Regions from separate parts of the Mus musculus genome. Here region 1 is linked to region 2. The links are chromatin contacts, called in public HiChIP or PLAC-seq maps. All regions are on one chromosome and are shown on one strand. The core of a region is the stretch at or near the end of the contact, and the rest is flanking DNA. Distances in the headings are between cores, read along the strand shown. Region 1 overlaps Mapkap1 (mitogen-activated protein kinase associated protein 1). Region 2 overlaps Gm39793 (a long non-coding RNA gene).

The links. HiChIP or PLAC-seq counts read pairs in DNA pulled down with a chosen protein or histone mark.
Region 1: a contact with region 2 is called in an H3K27ac HiChIP or PLAC-seq map of T-cell acute lymphoblastic leukemia, with 11 times the contacts expected there. The contact joins two enhancer-like sites. A contact is called at or near these places in 1 of 15 datasets of contacts at CTCF or cohesin (large pre-B cells) and 1 of 115 datasets of contacts at active chromatin or transcription factors (T-cell acute lymphoblastic leukemia).

Annotation. Positions count from the first base shown.
Region 1 is chr2:34,515,571-34,521,145 of GRCm38.p6, forward strand. It overlaps Mapkap1 (mitogen-activated protein kinase associated protein 1), which reads left to right. Exons shown (of 12, transcript NM_177345.4): 6 at 3,103-3,279. Among named protein-coding and RNA genes, the nearest start is that of Gm34178, 57 kb to the right of the region's middle. Within about 2 kb of position 4,176, at least 8 of the 459 cell types and tissues checked have an H3K27ac peak or open chromatin away from gene starts, as enhancers often do. A contact at or near this core is called in T-cell acute lymphoblastic leukemia, where this site is marked.
Region 2 is chr2:33,942,313-33,947,999 of GRCm38.p6, forward strand. All of the region lies in intron 1 of Gm39793 (a long non-coding RNA gene), which reads right to left. It overlaps Gm13404 (a long non-coding RNA gene), which reads left to right. Exons shown (of 5, transcript XR_866147.3): 1 at 1-33. Among named protein-coding and RNA genes, the nearest start is that of Gm13404, 2.9 kb to the left of the region's middle. Within about 2 kb of position 4,054, at least 3 of the 459 cell types and tissues checked have an H3K27ac peak or open chromatin away from gene starts, as enhancers often do. A contact at or near this core is called in T-cell acute lymphoblastic leukemia, where this site is marked.

The DNA.
Region 1 (5,575 bases), core at 2,926-5,425, 570 kb after region 2:
ATAGTGACCAGATGCCAGAAAGTAGATGTACTTGGATTCTGACAGAGATCAAATGATTGTACAGAAATCAAAAAACCCATTCTCGGGCAAGGTGGAGCTCAGAGAGATTTGGTTAGTCATCATGAAGAGCAGGTGTCGGCCATTCAGATGGAGCCCCAAGAGAGGGCCTGTGGGATCTGTAGACGCCTTTAGCAGGGACCACAGCTGCTTTCTTTCCCCTCCCATTTCAAAATACCACCAGTTTCTGCTTTGATCAATGAGTTGCGGAACAGAGGTGACAAAGCCTTAGTCCTCTCCACCCTCTATGTCTATGAACCAGCTCATCACAGGCTTCCTTCTCTGTGTCTCCTTTCCCCAGTTGTAGATGTGAGGAGGGTCACATAAATCTCTCCAAGTTCCTCATTAAAAAGAACAACAAAAATTAACGTGTCATGGTTCCTTCTCAGACACCAACTAATCACCTTGAGAAATCTTGACAGCATGGCTTTGGCCCCAGGACTGGTGGGGGTCAAGGGATTCTTGGTTGCCTGGGTTTGAATGTCAGCTCTGAAATTTATGTGCCATCCAATGTTAAACAAGCCACTTTGCCTCAGTCAGCCTCAGTTTCCTAGTATTTAAAATAGAAACACTGACTGATCCTACTGTGAGATATGAAATTTTTCTTGGTGGCTGTGTCAAAGCCAGTTTACCCAGAGTGTGGTACACAATGCCCAGTGTGTATCGCTAGTGACATTGTTGTGCCTTAGGAGCTCTTCAGGAGGCATCCTAAGCAGCTCCACAAGAGAGAAAACAACAGTAACTTCTGTCAGAGGATGATTTCTTTGTGGAGGCACAAGGGAACCAACCAGCGGGTAGTAGAGTGGAATGTTTAGTTACGATCTCCTTAGATTTTTAGTTGAAGGCTTAGAACCTTGTTTGCTGCTAAACTCTGCTCATGCCCTCACTTGTGCCATACAAGAGGAGTCCTCCTTAGGATGGACAGAGTAAACACAGTGTAGATACTTTTGAATGAGTTACTTGCTAGTTTGTATTTCAGGATTGGTGAGCCATACCCTTTGGTTTACTCTCAGACCTTAGCTTCTGGTATTCATTGAATTTGTTTTTGTGGGGACTCAGGAGTGTCCCATGACAATCAAAGCAGGATTCTTCTGATATTAGCATTGGGCTTTCTGCCTTGATACCTTGAACTTCTGTGGTATTGGGGAATCAGACATCTCTCAGATTGATTTGCATGGCAAAAAATAATCTGTGCTGTCTCTTGCTTGTCCTATCCCATCTGCCCTGCTTATAAAACCCTAGAGCTACAGCAGCCCCAAGACTGCAGCATAGCAGCCCCATTAAACTCAGAGAGAGACCTGCCCAGAATGAGCTGCCCTGTTGCTACTCTGTACATCGTTAAGCTGGTTCCCATCTGACCTTACTATAGTCATCTCATCTTTAGATTCTGTGTGCTTGCTATAGGATCTATATACATCACTGAATCTAATCCTGAATTAGGACATTAGGACCTTGTTATGGATGTAGAAATGGAAAATAGGACTATTGATGCTTATTCTGAACTCATGTAGCCCAAGAGCCATGGAGCTGATAATTTAACTTGGGTCTCCCATGCCATTTTTGCCTCTAAAGAGCATCTATTTCTGCACACACTTTGTGATAGACAGATTGCTGTAAAAATCTAGGAGTTCCCACACTCAGACAGGAACTTTTTTCTTACCAACATTGCAAACACATGTAATGTAAAGTGACAATGTAAAGTTATCAATCCACTTAGCAGATTTATGTTTCCATTAATTTTCATCTGTCCCTATTACCTGTTTTATACAATAAATACTTCCCAGCCTTGACAGAAACACTGAGTGTAGATTCCCTGAATTAGGCTCTCTCGGTACACAGAGTTGCAGCTAAAGATTGTGAATTAACTGGGAAAATTGCAAATCAGGTAGTCAGTGCAATAATTCATTGTCACATCCAATCAATAAACTTTGTAAATCAACTCATTTAATTCAAAAAATGATCTATATAGATCAAGCAACCAATTAAACAATTAGCATACACTTTGGAATTAATTAATTAAAGCATCAATCACATAATTAAAATTCCAAATTTGAGCTGCAGAATTTAGAGTTCTCCTGCCTTTTGAACTATTAGATTATACTTCTGAAGCTGCCTGCCTTCATGCTAGCAGGCTTGTGATTTCCCAGCCCTCTCTGGAGCACACCAGTGGTTTCAGCATTCATTTATTTACACAGTCACAGGTCTTGTGTATCCCAGGCCTGCTAGCTATGTAGCCAAGGATAACCTTGAACTTGTCATCCTTCTACCTCTACCTTCTAAGTGCTGGGATTAAAATCCTCCACATCTGATTTATGCAGTGCTGAGGATTAGACACAGGACTTTATACATACTCGATGAGCACTCTACCAACTATAGCTAGCCCTAATTTTAACTTGTAAATTGTGTTAGTGTCCTATCAGTATGTATAAATTGCCTTTTTATTGTCCCTCAAGGGGAAAGGTGTTTGTTGATTCTAAAAGGTCAAGACTTCTGGCTGGACATGATAGAGAAACAGAACGTGTCCAGAAGTGGTCCAAGGACCAGGTATGAGCACCAGGGTAAATCATGCCATTTGCTTTTATTCAGCTAAGGTTCTATGGTGTTTGGAATCAGATCTTACCCAAAGAAGCAGCTACTTTTTAAGGAAGGAAGTCTGCGGCTAGTCTTAGTTACCAGGCTTCCCTGGGTGTGCATCAGGGCCTCTCCAGCAGTCCTTTCCCTTTGTTTGCCAGTGTATTCTGTAGTGCTGTACTGGAGTGCTTACTCCCCCTCTGTATTATGAGCTTCCTTTGAGCCAACATTAAATCTCACTTTTCATCTCAAGGACTTAGTTCTAGGTCTTATCTCTAATAAGTGTCCAGTGAATGTTAGAGAAATGACACGTGTGAAAAAGATACTTTTGTCTTTTTAACAAGTGTTAGGGATGCTCAGCATATCCTGGACTGAGGGTAGAGAACAGCAGGGTTGATGTGCTGGCTGGGCCATACTGTCTGGTTACATGTCCCTTCCTGCAGCACTCACTTGCCTTTATGGTTTTGTTTTCAGTGACAATGTCAGTGCCTACTGCCTGCATATTGCTGAGGATGATGGGGAGGTCGACACGGATTTTCCGCCACTGGATTCCAATGAGCCCATTCATAAGTTTGGCTTCAGTACTTTGGCCCTGGTTGAAAAATACTCCTCTCCTGGTCTGACCTCCAAAGAGTCGCTCTTTGTTCGAATGTGAGTACTTCCTTGGTGTGTCACCTGACCTTCTAGCCTTGTTTATCAGGGGAATTATGTGTGTTACCTGGAACATCTGCTCACCTGGTTACTTGCAGAACAATTTGGGAACATGTGCATTGCTGTTTTGTGCTTCTGTACCTAGGACATGTGCAGGACATGTGCAGCCTGTGATAGATCTGGGAACAGCATGTCTACAGATGTCACCTCTGTGAGCAGTGGTGACTAGGAGCCTGGGAAGGAGTATCTGGGTTTGCCCCTTTCTAATCAAGGACACCAGCCTAAATGAAAATGCATATTGTGGCCATTTTTCTATTGTGACTTAAAATACTTTTCTCTCCAACTGGTTCAGACTCTCTTTGTTTTTCCTCTGTTGCCTTCCATTAGACTCTGCCTGCTCTGTGCTTCTGTCAATCTGGGAAAGCCTTAAAACATCATTCTCAGAAAAGTATGTGTACGTACATAAAATAAAATTCATTGGAATATAAAAAGACTCTCTTATATTGAAAATCAACAGATCATTAAATAACTCTATATGTAATGTTATATCTACCTTTATTAATAGATTGCCTAACAAGACCCAAGAGGGGTTCCAACCATCGCTCTTAAAGCCTGTTGATTCAGAGCAGCAATGAGTCTAAGTATTGCTGCCTCAGGAGTCTGCACTATTTGTAGCAGACAGTGGTGTTGCTAAGATGTCTGCGCATCATCTGCAGCAGCAGCTCATTCAGCTCTGAATTGTTGCTTCCACTTTCCATTGAGGAATGCTAAGGCCTGCAGGTGGGACCCGTGCAGCTGCGGGTGAGCCTAACCTAAGTGAGGCTAACCTACACCTCTAATCTCCCTCTCCTGGCTATCTCCTGGGATTAATAGTGATCCCTTTGGCACCCCCTGCTGTTTGAAACCAGCAAACTCTCGTAGTCCTCATGAGAGATTGCGCTGAAGGAGCTCCTCCTGTCCCTTTCAGACAGACTCCTTTGTCTGAGACTTAGGAAGATTGGATTGTGCAGCATGCGATGTGTGAGAATTCTAGGTCTTTCTCCCCTTGAGCAGGAATAGACTCAGGTGCCAGGGGTGAGCTGGGAGCAGCCTCTCCAGCCTCACCAGTGGCTGCCTCATGTCTGCTCTCAAGTCAGATTTGATCTACAAAAGAGCATTATTTTCCCTCCCATTTTCATTTCTGAGGTGCAAAAACAACAGCTTTACAGAACACCTAGAATAATTTTAAATTACATAGTTTTTAAAATAATTTAAAAGTTATGAAGTGATTCTGCCTTCCTAATAAAACTGAGATAACCCTCACATGGACCCATGCATACATACACAGGTGAAACCAGAGGCCAGTACCTTTTTCAGTTGCTTTTCCACCTTAGGCTTAGACAATATCTCAAAAAACCTGGCCCTTAAAATTTTTTGTCTAGGTAGGCTGGCCAGAGAGCTCTCAGGATCTGCCTGTGTTGGTCCATGTCCTCACCCCCACCCCAGATGTGCACCACTGTGTCCAGCGGCAGGCATTTCACACATGGAACAGCTCCTCAGGCTGTCTGATTCCTGTAACCATTTCCAAGGATATAGCAATTACAATTTCATTTGTGTGTTACATTATATTTGCCTAACACTGTAATAGTGTTACGTGTTTCAATACTCTTAATTCCTGTAATCTATAGTTACTTTGTGCCAGAAATCTAGATGGAGACATCTTCTAGGCAGAGAAAAATCTTATTTTCTCATGAAGATCACTACCTAATAAGAACACAGTTGTTAAAAAAACGAAAAACAACAAGACCAAAACCATAAATGTGTTAAGCACCTAAGCATGAACACATGAGGTGCACAGAGTACTGGGCTATCTGCTGGGTTTGGATTTTCTTAAGTAACGACAGTCTTCTGGATTCCTGTGTCCTGTTGAAGTACTTCTTAGGGTCATTGCCTTTAAGTAAGCAGGGTTGTTAGTCAGTGCGTACAAATTAATATTTGTGCTGAGACCTGAACTCAGGACAATATGTGAGGTGAGTGTTCCACTACTGACTTATTCCTCAGCCCAAATTCTGACTTCATTTTCAAGCAGCCTTCTGAAAGATGTACCAACTTAGAAGAAAAGCATCAAGAAACTGCCTTTTTTCTCAGGTGTCTGATGAAATAGTGCAGACTATTTACTCTGTGTGTGTATTGGGCTGAGTGGCCTCCCACCTGCCTATCTGGTCCACATTCTAAGCCTGGGAGACCTTTAGTTAGGAGTCTTCAGAGACATGTCTTGTTTGTGTCAGCAAAGGGAGAAGAGCTTAGCTCCTCCTTT
Region 2 (5,687 bases), core at 2,804-5,303:
GCAGGGACCCCAGCACCAACTCAACTACTGAGGGTAAGAGCCCTGTGACCAGAGAGTGGGTGGGGGAAGTCGTGGCCAGGCCTAGTGGGCTTCCAATAGAAGGATTCTCTTCTTTCCTTGAGTCTAAGAGGGAGGGAGGTGTGATGGCAGGCCCAGAAGCAGCAGTTCTTTTTATTGCAAAGGTCATGGCAGAAGTTTCTGATAGAGGTTGGGGAGTCTTTTGAGGAGCGTGTGTGTGTGTGTGTGTGTGTGTGTGCATTTGAGACAGTCTGATAAGTCACAGCAAGCCAGGCTAAGTGCAGGCCAGAGGAGCATGGAGGCTCCAGAGGATAAGAATGGCATGTAGGAAGGCAGAGAGAGAGAGAGAGAGAGAGAGAGAGAGAGAGAGAGAGAGAGAGAGAGAGAGAGAGAAACAAAGAGAGAGAGATATATGACTGAGAGATGAGATAGGGATAGAGATAGAGAGCTGCAAGCGTGCATGGCATGGCTCAGGTAAAGAAAGCTAAAGGGAGAAGACATGCAGAAGTTTAGGTAAGTGGCAGGTTGAAGGGCTCGCTGCTCACTTACGACATGTCACCCAGATGGACTTTAACAGAGCTTAAACAGTTTAAGCCCCAGGATGAAGAGAAAGGGGAGGGGGCGGGATGAGCCAGATGTGAGCTGGATGCTGAAAGCAGGTGCTCAATGGCACCTGGCTGGCCCGGCAGACAAAGCTGGGTCCTCAGCCTGTACAGGGAAAGCAGCCAAGCCCGTGCAGCCGGGGAAGGCCCAGGGAAGGGCTGTACACGACCACGGGGATAGAGGGAGTAGCAGGAGAGACAGGGACAGCTTGCTACAGTCAGGGACCACCCACACTTCCTACCAAGGCAGTGCCTCTGAGATGGGGGCTTGGAGACTTCTGGACCTGGGACAGCAACTGAGGAAAGGGAGAGACCAGGCTAACCCTGGGGGTGTTACTGTAAGCTACAGCAGGAAAGACCTGTCCCTAACACAGCTCACAGCACTTACTGCTGTGAGAGCAGTGCCCACATCCCCTTCTTACTTCAGGCCAGCCAGATAGGGAGCTGTGTTCTGGGAAAGCCATTTTCAGAGATGGTACGATGCCCTCCAATGGCAGGGCCCTCTTGCTGACTTCCCTGGGGGTGCCCAGAGCATCCTATCAGCCTGTCTCCACCTCATCACACCACATTTGAATAAGAATGACAGCAGGGCACTGACAGGTGTGTGTGAGAATTCTATGATGAAAGACAGAGATCAAGCATTAGGTAAAGAGAAAGAAGAAACCAGGAGGGAAAAGAGGTGGTACATATACTAGCACGTGTTACTAATATCCTGGGAAAGATAAGGCAGCACAGGGGCCATAAAATAAGGTCAAAATGATAGAATTGGAAGGAAATGCCTAGGAAACACAGCGGGGTTGAAAATCAAAGGGAATCCAGAAGAGGTGTGTGTGAGGCCTCAGAAAGATTGAGGCAAGAGGATTGCTATGAGTTCCAGGAGAACCTGGGCTAGAGTAAGACCCTGTCTCAAAAACAAAAGCAAAAAAGGAAGGAGAGAATTAATGACAATAGATGATGTAGTTAAAAACAACAACAACAACAACAATAACAAAGAACAAACAGAAAGGATATCATCAAATACATGATACAAGAAAAAAGTTCCCATGTCAGGTCAGGAGGTCAGAAGGTTAGGAGGTCAGGAGGTCATGCCACCAGGGGATTTGGTGCCTCTGTGGGCATCTGCACAAATGTAGCACACACACACACACACACACACACACACACACACACACACACATCCCTTCCACCCTGAGGACCAAGACCTTTAGAGGACACTCGTCAAACACAGCATGCTCTCAGGGAGGGACAATGGGAGTATAGCAGGAATGGTGCCTGTCTTAGTTAGGGTTGTGAACAGACACCATGACCAAGGCAACTCTTATAAAGGACATTTAATTGGGGCTGGCTTACAGGTTCAGAGGTTCAGTCCATTATCATCAGGGCAGGAACATGGCAGTGTCCAGGCAGGCATGGTGCAGGAGGAGCTGAGAGTTCTACATCTTGTTCCAAAGGCAGATAGGAGAGCACTGGCTCCCATGTGGCTAGGAGGAGTGTCTAAAAGTCTACCCTCACAGTGACACACTTTTCCCAACAAAACCACATCTACTCTAACGAGGCCACACCTCCCAAGAGTGCCACTCTCTAGTCAAGCATACCCAAACTGCCACAGCGCCTTTTGTCATCGGCAGGCATTGTGCTGTTTGACTTCTAAACCACATCCATAGTCTTTGATAGAAATTTAATTGTTCAAGCTGGTGATATAGCTCAGTGGTAGAATGCTTGCCTGATGTGTGTGGGAGGCCCTGGCTTGAGCTTTAGCACTGGAGATGAGGGAGAGGAGAGGAGGAAGAAAAAAAGATTAAAACAAAAATTTTTTTAGGGAAGGTGGCTTGAAATGAAACTAGCAGAGTGTTAAAGGGCACCAGCCCAGCCCTTCTCAGGCTTTTTTAAAAAGTCAAAAATTCCCATGGAGGAGGATTTTCAACAGGAGGAACAATGTAAGCTTTTTTAATAATTATATTTGGTTTCTAGTTGTGGTGTGTGATGGTTAGCTTTAAGGGTCAGTGCAACACAACCTAGAATTACCCGGAGAGAGTCTCTGTGAGGGACTGTCTACATCAGATTGGCCTGTGAGTGTGTCTGTGATGGATTGGGAAGACCCAGCCCACCATGGGCAACACCACTCCCTAGGTAGGGGGTCCTGAACTGTTTAAGGGTATAGCTGCGCACAAACTGACCAATGAGCATGTGTATGCTCGTTTCTCTCTGCTCATGACTGTGGCTGTGATGTGAACAGCAGTTTGAGGCTCCTGCCTTACTGTGATGGATCAGAACACAGAACTGTGAGCTAAAATTAACCTTTACTCATCAAGGTTGCTTCTCAGGTTATTTGATCACAGCAACAGAAATAAAACTAGAACGGTGTTCTAGGCATAACCTTCAGAGCAAGAGGCATTGTCAAGAGGAGCAGGGTATGAACCCAGTGGACCATAGTTCTGAAAACAACTCAACTCACTGTGAGCTTCTAGAAGCAGGAGGCTCTGTGGGACAATGATGGTGGAAAGAGACAACACCATGGGTGAAGCTTGACACACCGCTTCTGGTGGCTCCCTTTGGGTCACCCTAAGGAGAGTGGGTTATTATAACAAACTGCCTGAGATCATCAACTTGCAAAGATAGCATTGGGGGTTCCCGTGGGTGACCAGTTGGCCCCATTGATTTGGGAAAGGGACAAGACAGCAAGCACCATGGAGAGAGGATGTATGTGGAGGGAAATGCTCAACTGTGGCCATGAAACAAAACAAAGGAAAGGGACGTGCCCTAGTCGTCTGATAGTGTCTTGATAGCTCCATCCTGGATATCAAATCCGAGTGAGGCATGAAGACCTGCTCTCCATCCCGTAATAAGAGCACCTGAGACTCAGAGTAGCCCAAGTGAGACAATATATATATATATACACATACATAATATATACACATACACACACACACACAGAGAGAGAGAGAGAGAGAGAGAGGTCCGACTCAGCTCAGAATGGTGGTTGCACCACAAGAGCACAAAGACCAGTTTTGGTTTTTTGGTTGGTTGGTTGGTTGGTTTTTGTTTTGTTTTAATGTGGGTCCTTTCCTTCCTTTCCTCACTGACTGAGTCAGGAGGGTCAGGACGGTCAGGAGGGGCAGACTGTGTCTTACACGACTCTCAGGTCTTGTGGTTCCCTCTGCCACCGTCCGTCTGTTTGAAAGCACGCATGGTTTCATCTCTACCTTTTAATCCTATTTTAAAGTTTATAAAGCTCAGGATCCTGCCACAGCTCCCAGCTTGGCCGTGTCTCTGTTGTAAACTTTTTTTGGTCTGGGTTGAGGATGGAAGCTGGACTAGCAGGTGGGAGCTGGAGCCCGTGGTTCTCATTCATCTGTGGTCAGGCCAAAGCTGAATGAAGGCACTTTTCAAAGGGACCACATTATTACTACTGCTATGATTACTTTCTTTCTCACGGTCTGTGACAAACTCACAGAACACGGAGAACACTCCAGGTACAAACCACAGCAGATAACGAAGCGGAGAGCTTGAGGCTTTGTTTGTATGGACGATCTGAATTCATCCTCTTTCCCTCTCCCTCCCTCCCTCCCTCTCCCTCCCTCCCTCTCCCTCCCTCCCTCTTTCCTCTCTCTCACCCTCAGTCCTCCCTCTCCTTCTTTCTTTCCCTCCCCCTCCCTCTTCCCCCTTTGTCTGAGCAATTTTTTTAAGGATTATGTTGATGGTAGGATTATTCTTTAACATTTTCTATATTAAAAAATCTAATAAATGGTACTTTAAAAAAAGCAATATATAACCAAAAGCTATTAGGAGTACCAAGATGAATCCTGCACCATCACTGTCTTAATGAGCTACCCTGACATTATTGCATTGTTTAGTCTTTGTCAAGTCAAGTAGGCAAAGTAGAAACAAAAACATGGAGGAGATGAGTAATATCGTTAATACAGTTGTTTACTAGGTGTGCGTCACACACGGTAACCCACACAGAACACACAATTCCAACCTGTTTCATTTAGCTCTTAAGAACATTAATCCTTCTCCAATTCACAAAAGCCATGTTTCTCCCTTTTAACAGTTGAAAAGTTTAATCCACAGGAGGGCAGAGGGTGGCTCTGCCTCTGTGAGTTTCTGGGACTATGGCTGCAAGAAGCAGGCACTCCACCAATGTTTATCCCTGTCCAAAGATATGCTCTCTTACTGAATGCATCTTAGTTGTGGACTTGATGGGGTTTTAAATCACCATGGAAACAAATCTCCTGGCGTGTCTGTGGAGTCTTACCTAGATTACGTTGTGGTGGGATGATCCACAGTAAAACTAGGATCTCTGGGCTGAAAACTTTGACTGAGCATAAGGGAAGATGTGAGCTGAGCACCAGCAAATATCACTTTCTGCTCCTGACTGTAGACAGTGGGGCCAACTGCTCCACACTCCTGCTGCATGCCTCCTCTGTCATGGTGGGTCTTCACACTCCTGCTGCATGCCTTCCTGGTCATGGCAGGCCTTCACACTCCTGTCATGATGCACTATGCCTTCCCAGTCATGATGGCCCACATTCCTAATGTATGATAAAATAAACTCCTCTTTTCTTAAGTTGGTTAGGTAACTTGTCATAGCAGTGAGAAAATTAACAAATTCAGCATCCAATTACAGAGTTTAAGCAGTTTGGAAAATGCAGGACGTTCACCTCCAAATAGTTAAAACCAATGTTAACAGCATTTACAACTTTGTGGTGTTTTCTGTAGAATTTTACAAGTTGTTCCAAAATTAACCAAAAAAATATACATACAACATGTGCGCGTGCACAGAGGTTTAGAGAGATGGTTAAACAGTTAAGAGCAGGGGGTGGTCTTCCAGAGGACCCAGGTTCAATTCCAAGCACCCACATAGCGGCTCACAACCATCCTCCAGGTCTAGGCGATCTGATACCCTTTTCTGGCCTCCAAGGCCACCGTACTCTAACAGGATGCACAGACATGCTAGCCAGCAAATCACCCGCACATATAAAATAGCAGAATAAAATGTTATTTATTGTGTGTGCTTGAGCATGTATTGATGCATGCATCACACCATGGCAAACACGTGGACGTTGA